Linked DNA regions of Anser cygnoides: region 2 is linked to region 1. Evidence: chromatin contacts called from public Hi-C data. All regions are on one chromosome and are shown on one strand. Each heading gives the region's core, a stretch centred on a gene start, on an enhancer-like site or on the middle of the called end of the contact. The rest is flanking DNA. Distances are from core to core; before and after follow the strand shown.

Region 1 (3,882 bases), core at 914-3,413:
AAAAATAACTCACCAAGAACTGAGCACAGATAATGTTTCAAGGAACAAAGAGTGTGCATCAACCAAGAAGTTAGCAGATTATGCATTTTCTAGAATACAAGAATGCTACAGCTTCAGCTGAGATGTAGTGGTAGTATTACCCTTACAAGATAATAGAAGGTTCAAAACCACACATCTGATTATAATAAGCCATTTCAGAACATTCAGAAGTTTTACTAAGTAAGTTAGAAAAAAATAGTTGATGTTCCATGATTTTGCATTAGAATTTAAGTCCTTTACCACAAGTTTACATTCACCAATCTTTCTCTACAGACAACTCTTTATGGCTTGGCCACAAGCATTAGACAAAAGGAAAATGCCACACGAAACGTACACTACAGCCAACTTCAGAGCTGTCATGGGCTCTGAAAAGTTCTTTGCCTCTCACTACAAATGTCTATTGTGCTGAAACAAATGCAATGAGAAAAAGCTTCTTCCTTCCTTTGGTCTGCACAGCGACACTTCTGCATCCATCCTAATTGGTGAAAGATGCAAGCACTGTCTTCAAAAGAAAACGGAAATGGAGTGAGAAGTGTTTAAAATCATTATCATGGTCTCTATTTAATTAATGGTATAGTTTTAAATATCATAGAGCAGTTAATACAACTCTGGTTTGTTTTCAGTACACCTAGTCCTACACCTTCCTCTGACGTTTCTGACTCCTCTGCAGATGCCAGCACTGCAATGTATGAGAGCTGTGTGCACCAAGCAGGCAAACAGATCACTGCACTGGGGCTGGGGAAGAACAGGAGGTTCCACAAAACTGGATTTTAGACTGGCTTAGCTTCTTGGTTCTGTTCATACTGTTGGACATGGTGCTTAGGGACACGGCTTAGTGGGTGACATTGGTGGTAGGGGGATGGTTGGACCAGATGATTCTGAAAGTCTTTTCCAACCTGAATGATTCTAAGGAAAATGGCAGGACGACGTACGGCATGCTGGTGTCTGCTTACCATGAGTGACCAAGCTGCACTTTAAGACCTCACCATAAAACCACCTAGAAGACTTTCACCTTGAAGCATATTTGCATATTCTAAAGCAAACTGCTTTGAGAACAACTCCATTCACATCCTCCCCCCTCTCTGCTCTCAGTGTCTCCCTGAGGCTCCAACACAGCAACATCACGAAGGGCACAGTGCGCAACAAAGCCCTGGGGACAGAAAAACCCCTCTTCCCACTCAACCTATCGACAGATTTTCTTTGTAGATGCGGAGAACTGCCTTCACTCCTACCTCCCTGCGAAAACAAACAAAAAACACATAATAAATGGAAGTGTTGCGTGGGGGGTGACCAGGCAGCAAGTGGACGGAGGGGGGGGTGTCTCACCACCACCCCTGCCCGCGCTCGGCCCCCAGCAGGGCTCCCCCCGAACGAGGAGGCCTTTTCACCCATTTTGCCTGCCGAGAAACGTGGTGGCTTCCTCCTGGTTCTCGGCTCCACCGTGCCCCCTACAGCCAGCCAGCCGCGGAGCGACGCTGCCTTTCGTTTCCAACGACTCCCCTCACGCCTCTGCTGCGGGATTAAGGACGAACCCCCCCGCCCCCCCCCCCCCCATGCCTTTCACCCACCCTTTCCCACCCTCACGGGGCTCCACCGCCACCCTAAGGCCTCCATCTCCACCCCAAGCGGCACCCCGGCGGCCGGGGGCCCTGCCCGAGGCAGGAGGCGAAGGCGGGCCCGGCGGAGGCCGCGGCGGGGCCGCACCGCGCAGGCAGCCCGGGGGCGGTGATGGCGGCGGCGGGCGGGGGAGAGACGAGGGCACCTGCGCGGCGGGGGACGGAGCGGGGCTGCCGCAGCCGAGCCGAGCCTCGGGGCCCGGCGGGAGGGCGAGCACCGCCGCTCCCACCGGGGCTACCCCCCCGGGGACGGGGAGAAAGGTGTGCGGGAAGGGTCCCCTCAGAGCCCTTGCGGGTACCTGTGGCGCCGAGCGTGAAGTCCAGAGTGCTGTGCCGCGCTGCTGCTGCCATAGTGAGGTAGAGCCCTGTGCCATGCCTGGAGGAGGAGGCGGCGGCGCGGCAAACGCGGCGGGGCAGCCTATATGGGCGCGGGGGCTGCGGCGGCGCCGCGGGGGTGGGCGCGCACCGGGCGGGGCTCGGGAGGCCGGGGCGGGGCGGGACGAGATGGCGGCGCCGCGGCCGTTAGCGGGAGGGAGGGGGCGCGACGGGACGGGACGGGGCGGGAGGGGAGGAAAGGGGAGGCGGCTCTTGGCCGAGATGGCGGCCGCGGCTGGGCCCCGCGACGGGAGATGGCGGCGGCTTGTCGGGAGCCGCGGTGGCTCCCCGAGCCGGAGCCCGCGGCCCCTCAGCGGTGGCGGTGCCGGTGCCCGCCTCTCTGAGGCTCCCACTCTGGGCCTCCGCACGCCGTCCTGCTGGGGCTAGTCGTTACGGATGGGGAAAAACAAAATAAAAAATAAAAACCAGTCTCGATTTCCTTTAAGATTCAATTCGCTCCCCCGCCACCCAAAATCCCTTAACTCTCTCCCAGCGCTAAGGCCGTGGATCAGCTTCCAATGGCGATGGTGGCCTCAGCGCTGGGGCCATGCAGCTGCCGCAGAGCTGCTCCTCGCCCAAGGCCTGTGCTGAGCAGGCAGGGTGCTGGCTTCAGGCGAGCTAGCACCAGAGAATCCTTAAAACCCTTCATTTCAAGTCTTAATTTTGTTTGGTTTGTTGTTTTGTTGTTGTTTGTTTTTTAATGAAGGATAACTAAAATTGCATGTTGAAGCTACAAATGGTATGAGCCATGTGTAGTTACAAACCCAGAAACACACCATCTATAACTATTTAGTGATAGGATTGGTGTTTAATGTTATCAGTTATTACACATCTTACAGCTCTTGGTTCCTTTCTTGAAGAGGTTTTGGCAGGATTGAGATGTAATTTGAACAACGCCATGGCATCAGTGATTTCATGTGATTCCACGCCTTTAACAAAAGAAGTTTACAAATTATCATTATCACCCAAGCTAATGTACTACCGTCATTATTTCCGTAAGCTGCAGTAACATTTTTTCAATGTAAGCGTATATTGTCCTCCTTTCGAACAGTACAATTCCACATGCACCCTGACCAAAGCAAAAACATTCACGGGTGACCTGCATCAAAAGAGGCATAGCTGTCTGCAGATCTGCAATAACTACAACTTTGTCAGGTGGCGTTAATTTGACTCAGCCAATCCATAAGAAGCTTTTTATTATTATTATTATTTTCTCTCTCCAAATAGCCAAAGTTAGCCAAAAACCTGGACTTTGCAGGTTCCCATTAAATATCTTTGATCCAATCCTGGATGTTACAAGGGATCATATAATCCCTCATTCCCCACATGCAAGTAGATAGGGTGTACTTGCTGCCATTTCACCAAGATTCCTGCTTTTTCTTAGTGCCATGCCTTAAAAATAAATAAATAAATAAATAAATCACTCTTCCTTGCTCCCTTCACTGGTCTTTCTGCTGATTTTTCTTTCAGACGTGCAGCTGCCACAAGGCAGCCAGGAAGATTCCTGTATTTTATGATCTCTTATGTCTCTCACCTTTGCTTACAGTGGCTGCAGTTGTTTCAGTACCTCATTACATAAAGAAGCTTACTGAATTCTTTTTTCCTTTCTTAGACTTCAGTGGCCGCAAAGAAATTACCAAAGCCTTTTGTTTAGCTGAAATAATTACGTTATCTTTCCATTGTGGAATAGTCAGAAGAAGGTAATACTGATGCTGTCACCTAAGTACCTACAGGTATTTGTTCATACGTGCCAGGAGCCTAGCTCAGTTATGCCCTTATATACCATGAGCAGCTTCACCAGGTTTACGTGGGAAAAAAAAAATAGAACATCAATTTGTCTTGCAGATCTTTT
Region 2 (3,882 bases), core at 945-3,444, 38 kb after region 1:
TATCTCCAGCAGTATAATTTCATTTAGGAGTGTGATTCTTTACAGTTATTTTACACAGAAAACAAGAGCTAAATATAGATGTTAATCCACATAAACAAAAATCATTTTTGATATTATATTTTACTTCAGGGAATAAGACATTCAGGGACTCTCAAACATTTAGCTGCACAGCCTAGTTCTTGTAAATAGCTAATATGTATATATATATATTTTAAATATCGTATCCTGAAATTGGCTTCAAATGAAAATATGAAAGAATCACTGCTTCTCCATAAACCAGGACTACCATGGCAGCAATGCAAGCCTAAGCAGAAAATAATACATGCATAAACCCAGAATGTTTTTCAAATATAACTTTAGTGGCATTACTAGAGCAAGAACACACTCGTGCAACTCCCCTGTCAGGCTGCATGATAAATGTAGCACTTCTCTAAAAAGTAGTGTTTCCTGCAAGCAGGAAGGTTATGCTAAAGAATAAGGCATTATTTCCATTTATTTCTATTTCAAAATTCACACAGTAGAGAAAGAAATTATTTTCCCTTTTTTAATTAAAAAAAAAAAATATATATATATAGCTACCATATTCTGATTGTCACATCTGAAAAAAACCAACAACAACAATAATCTGCTGGCCCCAAGCCAGTATTGTACAGTGCAAAGTAAGTCTGAAATACATCAAAGTTGTTTCACTGGAATGCACGAACACGGCAGCTGGACTAACTGCTGCCCAGGCCAGGCTCCTGTAACTAACTTTAGCTCTGGTGTTTTTCCAAGGGGAACATAAAGCATTGGTTGCATGTCAGCAAACTCTGTAATAAAGTCAGCTTTTAGCTTTCAAACTAACACATTTGTTAGGCAGTTCCCAGGGTATAGTAAATCATTTTAAAATTATATCCATGTACATATGCTTTTTTAAAATTTATTTATTTTCACATGGTGATTTCTTAATTTAGAACTACCTCTCTAGATAAATCCAATAATATTATTTCCTCATTTCTAAAGGAATGACAGACAGGTCTGACTGCTTTGCAGAATTACCACGTACTAGGAAACACTAAAATTCCAATGTACTGAAAAAGAAAACAGTATCAATTCTTCTTTAATACCTAGATATGTATTGTTAAACTAGAGGGCTGAGAAAAGGAACTTAAAACAAACATTGAAACAAATACTATTCTTACAAATTATTCTTGCATATGGAATAGATGTCACCAAATATTGAACCGTGTGTTAATATCACACAGCTGACCAATGCTTTTCTTCCTGAATGGCAAAAAGGCAGAAATAACAAGTGAAGAAATCCTGTTTTATGCTTATAAATGGCCTTATGGTGCAAAGAAGTAGAAATAAATAACCTGATTTTTCAAGAAGTATCAAAATAAGACCAGCACAGAAAGATAAAGACTGGCAGATTAACAAAAGATATGTTTATGCAAGAACACTAGAGGATTTACACAACCAGATTTCATCACTGTTTCTAAAGCTCTTTTGTACTAAATTCCAATGCTAATTCAGAAAAGCATAATGCCTTGCTAAGGAGATACTTCAGGATGCCTGAAGCAAAACCTCTCCCTGTGAGGTAGAGCTGTCTGAGTAACAGACAAGTTCCTTATAGAAAGGGACAGTATTTTAACACTTAATACTTTTTTAAGCCCTTCTGAAGCTCATTTTCACTCTGCCACTCAAGCTACTAAGTAGGCATGAAGATTAGTTTGTTAATTCTTCCTGTACTTGCTCCAAGAGAATTACTTTTTCCTTGTATATCTGACTCAAGGATAAAATCTTGTCTAAAGGAAAGCCATAATCCACTTCAAAATAAGGAACTAAACTGCTATATGCTATTTAATTTAGGGCACTTAAAAAAAAAAAAATCGGGAAAAAACTATGTTGTGATTGTACTTGTGGTTTAGTAGTCATGGGAATCTGTCATACATACTTGGATATTATTGATTCAAGCAGTCGTGCTAATACTGCAGGAAAGGCGTTGGAGCAAGATGCCCTGGAGATTTCGCAACAGCATTTCGAGAAGTGTATGTGTTAGCAAAATACAGGTGTATGTTTCCCATGACTAAGCTGAACGGTATCTTTTATAGGAATAGCCCTTTTATACTTCTCTGAATAAACAACTATCTCATATCACATATTGTTTCTATTACCTTTGTAACTCACTGCACTGTGCACATTTCATTTTAGGCCTGAGTAGTCCATGTCTCTCCACTGGCTGTAACAAGAAATGGATTCTGCATTAAATAAGTTAACTGACAAGCGCTCCAAGACCTTGTTCAAGCAGCCAGGAAAAGTAAACCATATTAGAACTCTTTTGTTAGACTGCTTTAATAAGTAATACGAACCTGTGTACTGTAGGTGCATAGGGTGTCCTACAAACAGCATGTCAATATGGGGTGGATGTTTTACCCTGATTAACCTTGTTTGATTTTCTAAAGAAGGAGTCACACAAAAGCTTGGAACAAAGTCCTTCTGGCAGTCCATGTTGGTTCGACAAACTTTGCTGGCCTCGATAACTTTTCGTGCTGGTAGACAGGCATACTGCAAAGGGTATTTAAAAAGATTGTCAAATTTAAAGGTATTTTCCAACAGATCAGAAATAAAAGTACTATTTATTCATTTTTTAAAGCAAAGGTTTCACTAATATGTTACTAGCCCACAAAGAGCTGGAATCCGATTATTTTTTTCCAGATCCTACGGAACCTCTACCTGATATGCATTCAACCTGTCATTCCATTTTTAGTGGAATGTAGAAAAGATGCATGTACCAAAATAAAAGCTAACTTTTTAAAGAACTACAGACACACAACAAGTATTAAGGCATCTACATGTATGTCAGTGATTTCTAATGAACAGAGCCTTCATCAATGTACAACTGACTTATCTGTTTAAGAAACTTCAGCTTTCATTGATTAGGCTGAAGATCAGGTTGCTTTCATTGTTCAGGAAAGCAACCAACCACCCTGCGCTGACCGTGTGGTTGTGAAGTGACCATTTTGAACTAGATGAACACAGTACCCGGTGCAGTGCTATGTCCCAGGTCCTACCTATGTAACACTCACTCACTCTCTGCATGCTGAAAGACCAGATCTTTCTTGCTCCCCACAGGCCAAGCAGAGAACAGCATAAAGGAACAGGAAATTGTTTTTCCCCTCATGTCTCTCATAAAAGCTCCATGGCAATTTTGCTTTTGTTCTTAAACACAAGCAAGGAAAGTTCTTCATCTGTTTTTTGCCTTAGGAAAGACAAAAGAGGACCTTCTTGCTTCTCAGCCTGACAGTTACGCTGCCTTATAGATGCACGCATGTCATACACTCCATTAACCTCAATACAAGATCTTCTATTCTAATTAGTGGGAAGGGGCACATTTTCAAATATTGCTGTGTAGCACTGCAAAAACTATTTAAAATAATTGTCCAAAAACTCACAGCCATGCCAAGGACATTTGAAGGTCACAGGCTTCTGGATGCTTTTATTTCTTCGCTGTTCCTAAGTACCAGCTATGAGCTTAAGAATGTCAAAGCTCAGTAGGGCAGTGTTTATCAAAGCTTGCTGAACGCCAGGATGTTACCAGCCACTGTCATATTTCAAATGAACTGCTGGTCTGTGCTCAGTTCTCAGTGACTAAATACCACAAACTGGATATTGGTTTTTTGTTTGTTTTTTGTTGGGAGTATTTGTTACAGAGAATCTGTAAATATAGCAGATGTAGTAACAGACACTTCTATTTCTTTAGGTATCTATCCTACAGGTTAGAACAATAACAGACTGGCACGTGTAGAAAAGTTTACACAGTTCAAACTTGTGCTCTTTGTTCTTGTAAACAGAACTATTAAAAATACTCCATCACTGTCAATATGGATCATATGTTTTAAG

What was found. Hi-C and Micro-C count contacts between places; a contact is called where the count stands out from the background.
Region 2: a Hi-C map of liver shows a contact between it and region 1, with 4 times the contacts expected there. The contact joins the enhancer-like site here to the promoter of SMS in region 1. A contact is called at or near these places in 2 of 7 Hi-C or Micro-C datasets (both in liver).

What each region holds. Positions count from the first base shown.
Region 1 is chr1:127,636,325-127,640,206 of Taihu_goose_T2T_genome, forward strand. SMS (spermine synthase) reads right to left here and starts at 2,164. Exons shown (of 11, transcript XM_066980866.1): 1 at 1,955-2,164. The coding sequence starts at 2,006.
Region 2 is chr1:127,673,852-127,677,733 of Taihu_goose_T2T_genome, forward strand. It overlaps MBTPS2 (membrane bound transcription factor peptidase, site 2), which reads right to left. Exons shown (of 11, transcript XM_013183964.3): 9 at 2,352-2,547. Among named protein-coding and RNA genes, the nearest start is that of MBTPS2, 23 kb to the right of the region's middle. Within about 2 kb of position 2,195, at least 2 of the 3 cell types and tissues checked have open chromatin away from gene starts, as enhancers often do. A contact at or near this core is called in liver, where this site is marked.